Linked DNA regions of Mus musculus: all the other regions are linked to region 2. A link is a contact called in public HiChIP or PLAC-seq data. All regions are on one chromosome and are shown on one strand. Each heading gives the region's core, a stretch centred on a gene start, on an enhancer-like site or on the middle of the called end of the contact. The rest is flanking DNA. Distances are from core to core; before and after follow the strand shown. Region 1 holds the start of Glrp1 (glutamine repeat protein 1). Region 2 has its middle 18 kb from the start of Gm41912. Region 3 has its middle 47 kb from the start of Arl4c.

Region 1 (3,893 bases), core at 672-3,171, 78 kb before region 2:
TCCTGAAGGTGCTTCACGAAATGCATGAGAGTGGATTAAGGTGACAGACCGCTCCTGCGTGCAGACTTTTTCTTTATTATTTACCTATTACATTTATTTAGTGTATGTGTATGGCCACAAGCTCAGGTCCTACAGTGTGTCCCACAGCACAGGTATGGAGGCCAGAGGATAGCTGGTTGGAATCAGTTCTCTTCTCCCACCATGGGAGTTCCGGGATGGGATTCAGGTCTCCAGGTTTGTTATCAACAGACCTTTGTCTACTGAGTCATCTTGCTGGCCTCACCCTGTTTCTCTTCTCTTGTTTTTAGTGTATGTATGTTTGTGTATGTGTATATACATGCATATGTGTGCATGTGCATGCATGTTTATGTGTATGCGTCTGTGAGTGTGTACACACATGCAGCTAGAGGTCAACCCTAGGTGTTATTCCCCATGATCTGTGCATCTCGGTTTTTGAGACAAGGTCTCTGTCCTTTTGGCTAGTGATTGCTAGGAACGCACTCATGGCCACCTCTCCAGTGCCAGGATTAACAAGCACTCTGAACTGAACAGCAAGCACTTTACTGACTAAGCCATCTTCCCAGCTTCCTAGTCATGTCTACTTATTATTTTTACTGAAGTGCAACATGTAAACACAAATATCAATAATAAGGATCTATAATGAAGGGAATTCCCAGTGTGGGCAGACTCAGGACAAGAGCAAGATTGTCAGTGCATTGAAGCCCGGTCTCTGGCCCTGGCTTCTGCCCGGAAGCCCATCTGAGGCCTTGGCTTCTGCTGAGTTCAGGCCCCTCTGTGGCCTTGGGTAAGTGGAGTCAGAGTTTACACTCTTTTGTCTGACATATTCTTCTTCTCACTCACTGTATCCACTGGGCTTTTGATTTTGTTTCTTTAGTTTTTAAGCTGAGGTCTCACTAAGCTGCTTCTGTAAGCTTGATTCTGGATCCTTTGACCTCACCCTTCTGAAGAGCTGGAACTTCAGGCACACATGACCACACTCAGCTTTCGCTGTTGCTCATTTTTCTTGCCGTGTAGCCCTTTATAATGAGCCACTATTTGTTTTTATATTCTTAGTCCTGACCCTAGTAACTAAAAGCTGGGATTCTCATTTTTAAATGTTTATCAGTCATTTATTTAACAATGTTGATCCATTTATCTGTCTTTCTTTGGACTTCTATTTATTTTAAAATAATAATTTTCAATTTTAAAAATACTTTAATCTATAGAAAAGTTGCAAGAATTACCATCTGAGGAACACACATTTCTTTCTCCACCTAAGATTCATCCATTGTTAACCGTCTGTGATGTCAGCTGAGTACTGGCCTACTCTCTCCTTCCCGATCCTCCCCTCCCTCCTCTTTTTCCCCTTTTCACTGGCCAATCATTTTTGAGCTTAAATTGTAACTGCCAAAATATTTAGTCTCAAAATATTTAAGTAGGACACCTAAAATACAACTTTGGTTTTTGGGTTTTTTTTTTTTTTTTTTTAAATCCCAAAATTGCGACAAAACTCAAGCAATTAAACGTCTTCAGGCTAATACTGCATACCGTGCAAGCACATGAAATCCATTGATCGTCCACATACCAGTTGTAGTGGTGTTCAGCCCTGACCTGATCTAGGAGCAGTACATACTTAATTGTCATACCTCCTTGGCCCCGTCCAGCCTAGAGTAGGCCCTTCTCTTTCTCCTTTTTCCACTTTTGATGATAGCAACATCTCTGAAGAGGCATATGCTGCTCATGTGTCCAGTTTGAAGACGGGGTCGTTTGGTGAAACTTTCAGTTTCAGTTAGTCTCTGTTGCTGTAACAGAAGAGGACAGACGAGGGTAGTTTACTAAAAATAGAAACCCATTTCCCACAGTTCTCCAGACCAGGAAGTCCATGGCCACTGTGCCGGGGGTCTGATGACATCCTTCTTAGAAGTTACAAACTGTGGCGCATGGGATGATGAGGGCTGTTTGAATAGCAAAGGTGAGTCAGCAGGGTTAAACGCTGCTGTGTGGTTCCTCTTCTACAAGAATCTCAATCCCATTCCGGAGACAGGAGTCAGCCCACCTCATCCCCACTCGCAGGCCCTCCCTCACTCCAGAGACATTTGTGTCAGCAACATTGGAGTTTGGGGAAGGACACAGTCTATTATTGTGTGTAGACTGAAGCAACAAGGTGTTGCCCTCACCATGAAAGCTGCAGAACAGATTCACCCAGCTCTTAGTGGGGCGACAACTCTCACTGCAGAGCCTCAGTGACCTCCTTTTCACATTCACTTAATTATCTGCACGCAGTCACGTGCTCATGGACCTGCACACTTACACATTCAGCTTCATGTCTACTTGTTTTTATTAAATGGCTTCTTTATTTTTTTGCTTATAATAGTTTCCTCTTTTTTGTTGTTGTTGTGGGATGACAGGTTTGTTTATTATTTATTTTTGTTGTGCTGTTACTGTATATTTTGAGGTAGGATCTCTTGTCTCCCTAGACAGCCTTGAACTCCCTCTGTAGCCATGGTAACCTTGAACTTCTAATCCTCCTTCCTCTGTCTGGTGTGGGCAGGTCTGGTCTACATGGCGCTGGGGATTGAACTCTATGCACGGAACTCTATTCCCAGCCCTTTTTATTGGTTTTAAAACAGCTCCCTATATTGATGGCAAAGCTGACATAAGCTGACAGTATTTCTCAAGACTGCCACTTGTTCCTGGTGATGGTTTCTGTTTTTCATTAACACTGTCTCTTATCTGCTCTAACATGAGCTTTCTTTCTGCCTTTGATGTTTCACCATCCATTTTCCTTGAATAGTAAACGTAGATTGCCTAAACTCCTTATGTTTTATTATTCTTATATACCTTTTATTTTTATTTCTTCTAAGGATTTATTTATTTTGTATGTGTGAGTGGTTTTGCTTGTGTGTGTCTATGTGCCCTATGCATGGCCGGGGCCCTCGGAAGAGGTCAGAAGAGGGCGCTGGACTTCCTGCAACTGGAGTTATATGGATGGATGTGGCTGCCAACAGAGCCTGACGATGCTAATGCTCTGACTGTGGACGTCCAAGCTTTTGAATGACCAGAAACACAGCCACCATGTAGGTGCCAGGAGCCAAACCCACGTCATCTGCAAGAACAAGAAGTGCTCCAAGCCATCTCTCCAGCCCCCTCCCCTTTCACATGGAAACATATTATTTCTTGCTTTTTTAGAGTAAGGAGGAGTAGATATAGCTTTTGTCCATGCTTATCGACTCGGTAGAGTTTCTGTGTAGGCAAGAACATATCAATCAATAGGAAGGAAGCCCCTGCCCTGGTGGGGAAATAGAACAGGACTTTCATTCTTATTAAAGAACAATTCTCAAGGTTTGTCAAGTCTAAGAAGGTCCATGCTGCTATTAATTATGGATTGAATCTTGAGGATAGGGTGGCCTTCTGCTAACTGAAAGTTTGCACGACAGTAATGGATGATTCGATCCTTTGACCCCATTGCTGGCTGAGGGGAGGAACAACACCTCTGTTGGCACTGAAGCTTGCAGAAGCTTCCATCAAAGGCAGCAGAGAGGGAGCATTGATGAGCACCTAGCAGGAAAGGAGGAAAAACTACCTGGGGAACAAGATGAGGAACCTCAAGGCTCCCCCAAACCCTGGAGCTGAGAGTACACTGGATCTGGGAGGTGAGGTTTGAGGAAACCTGACCTCACTAGCAATGTGGAGAACCAAATAACAAGGCTTTGGGAGACAGAGTGGGGTATGCCAGGGAGGGTGGTGCTGAGTGTCCCAGCCCAGCAGGAGATGGCCACTAGAGTGAAGAGACTATAAAAGTGCAACAGGCCTGCTGGATCCTAAGTGACAAAGATGTGTTTCTGGTTATTCCAAAGCCTACAGTCCACAGTCAGCCTGTCAGCATGGTCAGG
Region 2 (4,367 bases), core at 781-3,280:
AATCCCCCTCACGACTGATGGACACACAGGTGGCTGCGCACACTCTGAGCTTCTAAGTAGGTGGTAGAGTGTGGAGCAGCTGAAGCTGATGCCGGGGCAATGTACTTTAAGAAAGGCTGTCAGTCATTTCTAAGGGCATACCTGTCTTAGTCAGGGTTTCTATTCCAGCACAAACATCATGACCAAGAAGCAAGTTGGGGAGGAAAGGGTTTATTCAGCTTACACTTTCCATACTGCTGTTTATCACCAAAGGAAGTCAGGACTGAAACTCAAGCAGGTCAGGAAGCAGGAGCTGATGCAGAGGCCATGGAGGGATGTTACTTACTGGCTTGCTTCCCCTGGCTTGCTCAGCCTGATTTCTTATAGAACCCAAGACTACTAGCCCAGGGATGGCACCACCCACAAGGGGCCCTCCCCACTTGATCACTGAGAAAATGCCTTACAGCTGGGTCTCATGGAGGCATTTCCTCAAGGGAGGCTCCTTTCTCTGTGATAACTCCAACTGGTCTCAAGTTGACACAAAACCAGCCAGTACAACCTAGCTTTTACAGTCCCAAGAGTCATGACAGGAAGATAGAGGTGTCAGAAATGGCTGCCCCAGGATCCCTAAACCCTTCCTGTCACATGACTTTCTCCTTGACATCTTCTTTCCAACATGGAGAGTAGCTCTGGGGAGTGTTTATCAGCCATGGCGGAGGCAGAGGATGTTAGGAGAAACTTGAAGTAGAGCCCAGGCTTTGTCAGAACTCTGACTAGCCTGCTAGTTGATTTCAGGAAAGCAACAGAATCTCCAGTCTCAGTAAAAATCCCCTTTATCACATGACAGTAACTAAGAAGATAGAGAAAATGACCTTTGAAAGGGACTTCTCAAAGCTGAAGGCTCACTCTCGTTTTATTTCTGACTGGCTATTGAATCATGCAACCAAACAGGACATTGCAAACTTGACCCTCAAAATCAGTTTCAAGGTACTCCCTTCCTGACAGTTCTGTTAGCAAGATTAGACTCTTTTTTCTTTTTTTTTTAAATTAGATATCTTCTTTATATACATTTCAAATGCTATCCCGAAAGTTCCTTATACCCTCCCCCTGCCCTGCTTCCCTACCCACCCACTCCCGCTTCTTGGCCCTGGCATTCCCCTGTACTGGGGCATATAAAGTAGCAAGATTAGACTCTTGCTCCTAGCATTTGGGGACCAATGTCGAGGATACACTGTGGCATGGTAGGTGGTTCTGATGGCGAGAAGGGCAGAACAGGGACTCTCTGAGCAGGGCTTGCACCGTGTCACAAGCAGGCAGCTATGGTGACGTCCTCAGGAGCCAGCAGACACTATCTACCTTGCTTGTTGCAATCCCAGAACAGGAATCTCACTCATCTTTGGCTATAATGAGACCTTCCTGCTCATTTCCAAACCCAGTTTATCTGCTGGGCTGGGTGCCAGGTATCAACCTAGCAAGCACCAGGAAGCAGGCTCAGCAGCACACTAAAGCTGCTGTCTCTTCTAAGTGAGGAGGGAACTGGCGGTGAGCAGAGCTGGATCTGGCTAATGTAGGCTGAGGTGGAAGGCAGACGTGCCTAGTGAGCTTGCTCTTCCCTCTACTACGGGGCACCCCTCTTGAAAGAGGCAGTGTATGTTTTCCCATCTCTGACTCTGACCTGGAACATGAGACTTTAAGGAGACTGACCACATGTACATCCGTGAGTGGGGCCCTGTGCTTGGTGGCTCAGAGGAGACCCTGTGTGCACATCTGTAAGCTCAGCCCCTGATCTCCTTAGCAAAGAAAGGGTTCTTCCCAAACTCAGACTTCTGAAAATGAGAGAGAAAGAGAGAAATGGGGGGAGGGGCGCTCTAACTTCTAGAGATAGGTCTCAGGGTGTTACTTGGGGTCACAAAAACATAGCTCGATGCAGAGGAGAGCTGACTTCCCTTTTTGAAAATGGAGGAAACCACAGACCAGAGCTAGCACAGACAGCAGCCACATCTGTCTGGATTCTGTGGAAAGATTAGTCAACCCAGGATGACGGAGGCAGCTCAGGCTTGCTCAGACCCATGAGGAAATCTCTGTGTTGCAAACCCAAACACGGAGTGTCAGAACCCCCATGCACACACGGCAGCACTGAAAGCAGAAAGGGCTGAAGTCATGAGGTTTATGGAGTCACAAGAAGGAAGGGGCTGTGTCATCAGTTAAAGATAAGCACAAAGCTGTCACGGTAAGGAAGGGGTGAATCTCAGGCGTGTGCCATCTTTCATTTAATCGGTTCGTTCATCTAATGACAAGGAAAACAGAAGTCACAATATAACCAGATAACATGACACTGAGTCAACTTGCATAGGTTCTGGCCACTAGCTTGCAAATGAAACATTAATTGGTGATGAGATCTAGTTAGCCCTGGGTCAGGGGCTGCGGCTCCATTGGCAGAGTGCTTGCCTAGCATGTGTGAGGACCTGGGTTTTATTCCCAGCTGTCTTAGTCAGGGTTTCTATTCCTGCATAAAACATCATGACCAAGAAGCAAGTTGGGGAGGAAAGGGTTTATTCAGCTTACACTTCCATGTTGTTTTCATCACCAAAGGAAGTCAGGACTGGAACTCAAGCAGGCCAGGAGGCAGGAGCTGATGCAGAGGCCATCGAGGGATGTTACTTACTGGCTTGCTCAACTTGCTTTCTTATAGACCTACAGTGGGCCCTCCCACCCTTGATCACTAAGAAAATGCCTTACAGCTGAATCTCATGGAGGCACTGCCTCAAGGGAGGCTCTTTTCTCTGTGATAACTCCAGATGGTGTCAAGTTGACACTCAAAACCAGCCAGTAGACCAGCACTGCATAAACCAAGGCTTGATGGTGTACTTGTGTAACCCCATTGATAGGGATAGAGGCAGTAGACTGTGAAGTTCAAGGTCATCCTGGGCTGCAAGTTTGAGGTCAGCCTGGGATTCTCGACATTCTATTTCAAAAAACAAAACAAAGAAGAAGAAGGAAAAAAAATAAAACTAAGGAATTTTCATAGGAATAGTCCCTGGAATGAGGGGAAAAGTTGGGGTGCTGCCAGGCTTGGTGGAATCAGCCTTCTGCCTTTGCCTCTGGCTGCCTAGCATTTATTCTTGTCCTGGATCTGTTGTCTGTGGGTCTTCCCACCCTCTATCACAGACCCTTTCTTTCCAAAATCCAGACAAAATGATACTGTGACTTTCCTCATAGAGGGTTCTAGCTGCAGATGTTAAACATGGTCTTCCTGCCAGCATTGCATGTGATCATGAGACTTCATCTAGAGAAGGATATGTCAGCACTGGGCATGTGTGGAGATTCACTAAGGATTCGATAGATGAAATGTCACCCTGCTTCCTGCTCTGAGAAGCTGCTGAGGATGTGTGTGTGTGACAGAGAGACAGAGAGGCAGAAGGGACAGAGAGAGAGAGAGAGAGAGAGGGAGAGAGAGAGTCAGAGTCTCCAGCTCAGATGTGCTAGGAAGATGCTCATGGGGTGTGTCAGGTCAGCTGCAGTCCAGTTACTGTTGAAAAAGTTTGGAGGGTGCATTCCTAGAGAAGTGGAGTCAGCAGGCCCTCCAGGGAGGTGACATTATTCACGGGTGTCTTGCATATCCACTCAGGATTGTCTTTGCTTCCTCTCCTTTAGCAGTGGGAGGGGGGAAACAGAGAGAGAGAGAGCGAGAGAGAGAGTGAGAGCACCCCAAGCTCGCCCTCTGGTCAGTGTGTCACCCACAGCTCAGTGCTTAGATGTCTGTAGGAACCCTGCCTCTGGCTGGGGCTTGTAATCTGCAGACCAAGTGACACAGCTTCCTGATTCAGTTTCATCTTCCATAGCCTAGAAAAAAAAGCTTTCCTTTTTTTCTCTTCTCTTCTCTTCTCTTCTCTTCTCTTCTCTTCTCTTCTCCCCTCCTCCTCCTCCTCCTCCTCCTCCTCCTCCTCCTCCTCCTCCTCCTCCTCCTCCTCCTCCTCCTCCTCCTTCTTCTTCTTCTTCTTCTTCTTCTTCTCTTTTTAAAGGAGAAGAAAGCAGAGAGCCAGGAAGTAGCAAAGCAGGAACATCATTGGAATTGACCCTAGAGACACTTCCCTGGGGCTTCTGGGAAAATCTGCAGCACTCACACAAGTGTCAGAACAAGGGAGGTCTTGAAGGAAAGGCCTGGGGTTCAAACATGGCTGCTACATAGAAGGCAGATATCTTAGTTTCCTTTTGTGGTGCTATGATAAAATGTCCTGACAGCTTTAAGGAAGAGTTTATTTCAGTTCACAGTTACAGGTTGTGGACTACCATCCTGAGGAAGTCAAGGTAACAAAGAACAATGAATGCTTGGATAACTACACTCAGCTCACTTTCTCTCTCCACCCTCACATGCTCCAGAATGCTTG
Region 3 (3,769 bases), core at 1,021-3,520, 68 kb after region 2:
CAGTAGTAGAAAATTAACAGCATGTATCTGAGACTGGGACTAGACAGCTCTCTTGCTTATCATTCCAGAATTTGGGATTGTTGCAAGTCTAAGCCACAGAGTGAGATTCCCACCCCATCCCTGACTTCCTAAAACAAAACCAACAAACAAACAAAACCACCACCATCCACAGGATAGCTCAGTGGGTGTTAAAATGCTTGTTCTTGATTCCTGAATGTTCTCTACCCTCCTATTACATAGATACACACACACACACACACACACACACACACACACACACACACACACAGTGTCTTGAAGATCTTTCCTAGGAGCGGGAATCTATTAAAAGCCCTTGTTCTCTACTTTTTGCAATTAATACAGTTGAAGGCTGAATCTTTTCAGGGAGCTAGGTCTCCCTGTTAGAAACCTCTACCCTCTACTATCTACTGCACTTTGCTGGTAGGGTGTCTGTAACTATCTCACCCTGGACTATAAGCTCCATCAGGACAGGAAATGTATTTGCCCAATCTTCAGGATCAAGGACAACATGCAACCTACTACAAGGGCTGAGCCTGTTTAAGGGATAGATCTCTCCAGCATCAGTGACACGTGATGCTAACAAGTAGGGTAATCCAAGTTGGAAATGAGAGTGTACGTGTAATGAAACAGAATTGCCTTTTTGCCCTTTAAAGAGCAAAAGCATGACAGAGCCAGGCTTCAGCTTACTTCTCATGCTCATTCATTCTTACACAACTGGATGTCTGCATTCAGGGAAGCAGCACAGCAGATGGGGATTGCCAACTTATTTTCAAACCATGCTCCCACACATATTAATAATTGCTCAAAATTTACAGTAGCATCTGTTCAAGGCTGAATTGAGCCTGGGCCTCCATCCTTATGAATGGAGTTTATATAAGAGAATGGAGCTCATACACAGAGGCTGAGCGTGTCTCTGTTTCAGGCATGTCAATGCATAGCCCACCACATGTGGGCGTGGAGATCAGTGAGCAGGGCAGGAAAAAAAAATCATGAACTTACCTGAGACATTTTGTGTTTACGGCTGATGAGTTGTTTTGGCAACTTGATTGAAGGGCATCTTTGTAGATGGCAATGTCATGGGCAATGTCATGGGACAAGTTAAAACATTTCAACAAATGTTATTGCTATCCTTGGACTGTTGTCCTGGGAGAAATATAAACCTGTATGTAAACTGAAGTCTTTCGAAGCTAGAAAATGGGACTTCTATTCATATAGGCAAATGAAGCAGGCCTACCAGACAATAAACACAACTTATGTTCAAAACCAGCACCCTAGAGGCTTGTGGGGCTGAGCCTGGCTCCCAACACTAGCATCCATCTACCAGTGACAGAAGTCACACAGGAAAGGCAGATATTAGAATGAGGGGTGGTGGGCATGAGAAGTCCCACACTTGGTCAAAGTCTCGCTGCTGACATTTTGTGGGTTGGTAGGAAGATGTTAAATGCAAATACAGAGAGGGGACAAGAGTAGATTGCATATCATAGGTCATCCAAGGAGGGTTCCTGGAGCAGCTGGATATTTCTGGGAGTACGGCCAGACCATGAGTGGCCAGAAGCCATGGCCCAGAAAGAAAAGAGCTGAACCAATTGATAGGTCCCCATCCCTTGGTTATGTCTGGAACACAGCTCATCAGAGGAAGGCAGGAGGATCAATCTGTTGCCCAGGGAAGCCCAGGGAACCTTTTAAACCATGACCCAGGGAAGTTCCTGAGAGTCCACATCTTTAGCCATGATTCATAGGGGAGTTCCTGCTATGCCCAGAAAAGAAGACTGCAGTAGCAGACATCATCATGCAACCTTGAGATCTAGATCACAGTGTGAGGTGCTCCCCACCCCCACCCAGGTTGTGTGGTAACACCCGACCATCACTTTGCTGGGATGAAGAACTCCACCCTCCAACGAAAGCCACTTCCTTAGAGCTGAGGCCTGACGGGTGGGGCTGGTGGCAGAGAGGAGGAAGCAGTTGGCAGCTGAACAAACGAGACCAGCAAACCCCCATCTCTAGCTTTCTCATGATCAGGGTGGGAACCTGTCTTTGGAGGTGACCTGGAGACTTCTGGGAAAGCATGAAAGTAATGACAGCCACAGAGATAAAGTGACAAACTGAGGAGGTGCAGCCTTTCTTCCCCACAAAGGCCTTAAAGAAAAAAATAAAAAGGAAAAAAAATAAAGCCTTGTCTGAGGAAGTGGTTTGGTTTATGCACCATCAGCCCACCAACCCCACTGAACCTCAGGCCTCTAAGCGCCTTGGCAAGTTTCATGGCGCAATAGGGACCCAGGGATATGGCTTTGAGCTCCGGCCTGAGATGTCACGTGCCATCTGTGGTCCTGGGGTAAGTAGAATGTTGGATTTTCACCTGACTGAGAAGTTCCTCACTCAAGCATTCAGACTTCTTCACCCTGGAGTCCCCAGAACTCTTCAGGAATGGCAAGAGATGGGAGTAGCCAGCTAGTCTTTTCCAGTCCTCCAAACTAGTAGGGTGTCCTCTTCCACTTTCCAGGAAGCAGGTTGGTGGATTCCCTGGAGCCAGCTTTCAGAAGAGAGGTGTACACAAAGAAAAGAGCAAAGGGCTGCTCTCCTGCTCGGGTGTGGTCAGGCTCAAAGAAAGCGTTTCCAGGAGCTGCTGGGGCAGCCTGGGATGGAGCATCTTCTCTGCCTAATGACACTGTACCCACAGTGACTGAGCTGGTCACATCAGGACCAGAGTCCATCCCTCTCCCAATGTCTCTCTCTGGCTTAGTGTCTCCAGATACTTCTGCTCCTGGTTGTCAGTCCCCATCAAGCTGCTCTGGGCTGCCATTCTCACACCCTTCTGGCAGCCACAGAGTCACCATGATGTCCTCCCATTGGTGCTCCTTGAGCCCATCACCTAGGAGAATGTCACTCTCTAGTAGGTAGTACTTCTAGCACATCCATCCGAGAAATACCCTGGGACTGGGGGCAGCTAAAGCATAATAGCATTAATGTGGTAGGTCTTTTCCTGGCTCAGTCATCCTCAAGGCCATCAAATTGTTCCCTACACACACACACACACACACACACACACACCACATACACATACAAAACACACAAACATACTCTTTCCAAATGTTTCTTCAGTGTCTCCTGGGGCAGTCAACTCCTTATCTCCCCTTACTCCGCCCTCCTCCTCCCACCCCGTGGTGGCTCTTTTTCTGCTTTCTAGTCTGAGAGCCTCCTCTGCATCTTAAGAAGAGTTGGCACACCCTCTCACTGCCTTTTTGGGTTCTTTGTTTTTCACAAGCTTGAGTTAATATAGAGAACTGCTGTTCAGTGAACCCAGCTCAGTCAACACTTACAGAGACGGAAAGGAACAGGCTGCGAGGGAGAACCTGAGACCTGGAAGCTGCAGACTTCACCCATGCCATCCCCAGTAGGAACTAACTAACCGTGTTCACCATTCAATGTTCCCAGAAAATGTAGTGCCTAATTCTTCCACAACCTTGCCCCACAACCACCATGCCATAATCTTTTTTACCTAGTGTACATATGTTACACGCTTGAGATCAAAGTGCTGTTCAAATTCTATTTTGGATGACACAGAGAGAACGCGCACGTGTGTGTATGTGTGTGTGTGTGTTTGTGTGTGTGTGTGGGGGGGGTGTCTGTGTGTCTGTGTGTCTGTGTGTGCATGTAGAGAGCAGAAATCGGTGGTATATGTCTTCATCAATTGCTCTCCACCTTATTTTTTGAGTCAGAGTCTCTTATTGACCACGGAACTCACCAATCA

Evidence for each region. HiChIP or PLAC-seq counts read pairs in DNA pulled down with a chosen protein or histone mark.
Region 1: a contact with region 2 is called in a BATF HiChIP or PLAC-seq map of CD8 T cells, with 11 read pairs. The contact joins the promoter of Glrp1 here to the enhancer-like site in region 2. A contact is called at or near these places in 1 of 39 promoter capture datasets (macrophages), 1 of 15 datasets of contacts at CTCF or cohesin (CD8 T cells), 1 of 484 Hi-C or Micro-C datasets (myeloid progenitors), 4 of 115 datasets of contacts at active chromatin or transcription factors (CD8 T cells, acute myeloid leukemia, bone marrow-derived macrophages and 1 more) and 3 of 9 other capture datasets (embryonic stem cells, macrophages and pancreatic islet).
Region 3: a contact with region 2 is called in an H3K27ac HiChIP or PLAC-seq map of bone marrow-derived dendritic cells, with 17 times the contacts expected there. The contact joins two enhancer-like sites. A contact is called at or near these places in 1 of 15 datasets of contacts at CTCF or cohesin (CD8 T cells), 33 of 484 Hi-C or Micro-C datasets (CD4 T cells, CD8 T cells, CD8 central memory T cells and 20 more), 20 of 115 datasets of contacts at active chromatin or transcription factors (CD8 T cells, the HPC-7 cell line, the NIH/3T3 cell line and 12 more) and 1 of 9 other capture datasets (adipose tissue).

Annotation. Positions count from the first base shown.
Region 1 is chr1:88,508,145-88,512,037 of GRCm38.p6, forward strand. Glrp1 (glutamine repeat protein 1) reads right to left here and starts at 1,922. Exons shown (of 3, transcript NM_008132.2): 1 at 1,647-1,922. The coding sequence starts at 1,742.
Region 2 is chr1:88,585,566-88,589,932 of GRCm38.p6, forward strand. No RefSeq gene overlaps it. Among named protein-coding and RNA genes, the nearest start is that of Gm41912, 18 kb to the left of the region's middle. Within about 2 kb of position 2,031, at least 134 of the 459 cell types and tissues checked have an H3K27ac peak or open chromatin away from gene starts, as enhancers often do. A contact at or near this core is called in CD8 T cells, CD8 central memory T cells, the G1E-ER4 cell line and 17 more, where this site is marked.
Region 3 is chr1:88,653,036-88,656,804 of GRCm38.p6, forward strand. No RefSeq gene overlaps it. Among named protein-coding and RNA genes, the nearest start is that of Arl4c, 47 kb to the right of the region's middle. Within about 2 kb of position 2,271, at least 128 of the 459 cell types and tissues checked have an H3K27ac peak or open chromatin away from gene starts, as enhancers often do. A contact at or near this core is called in CD8 T cells, CD8 central memory T cells, the G1E-ER4 cell line and 17 more, where this site is marked.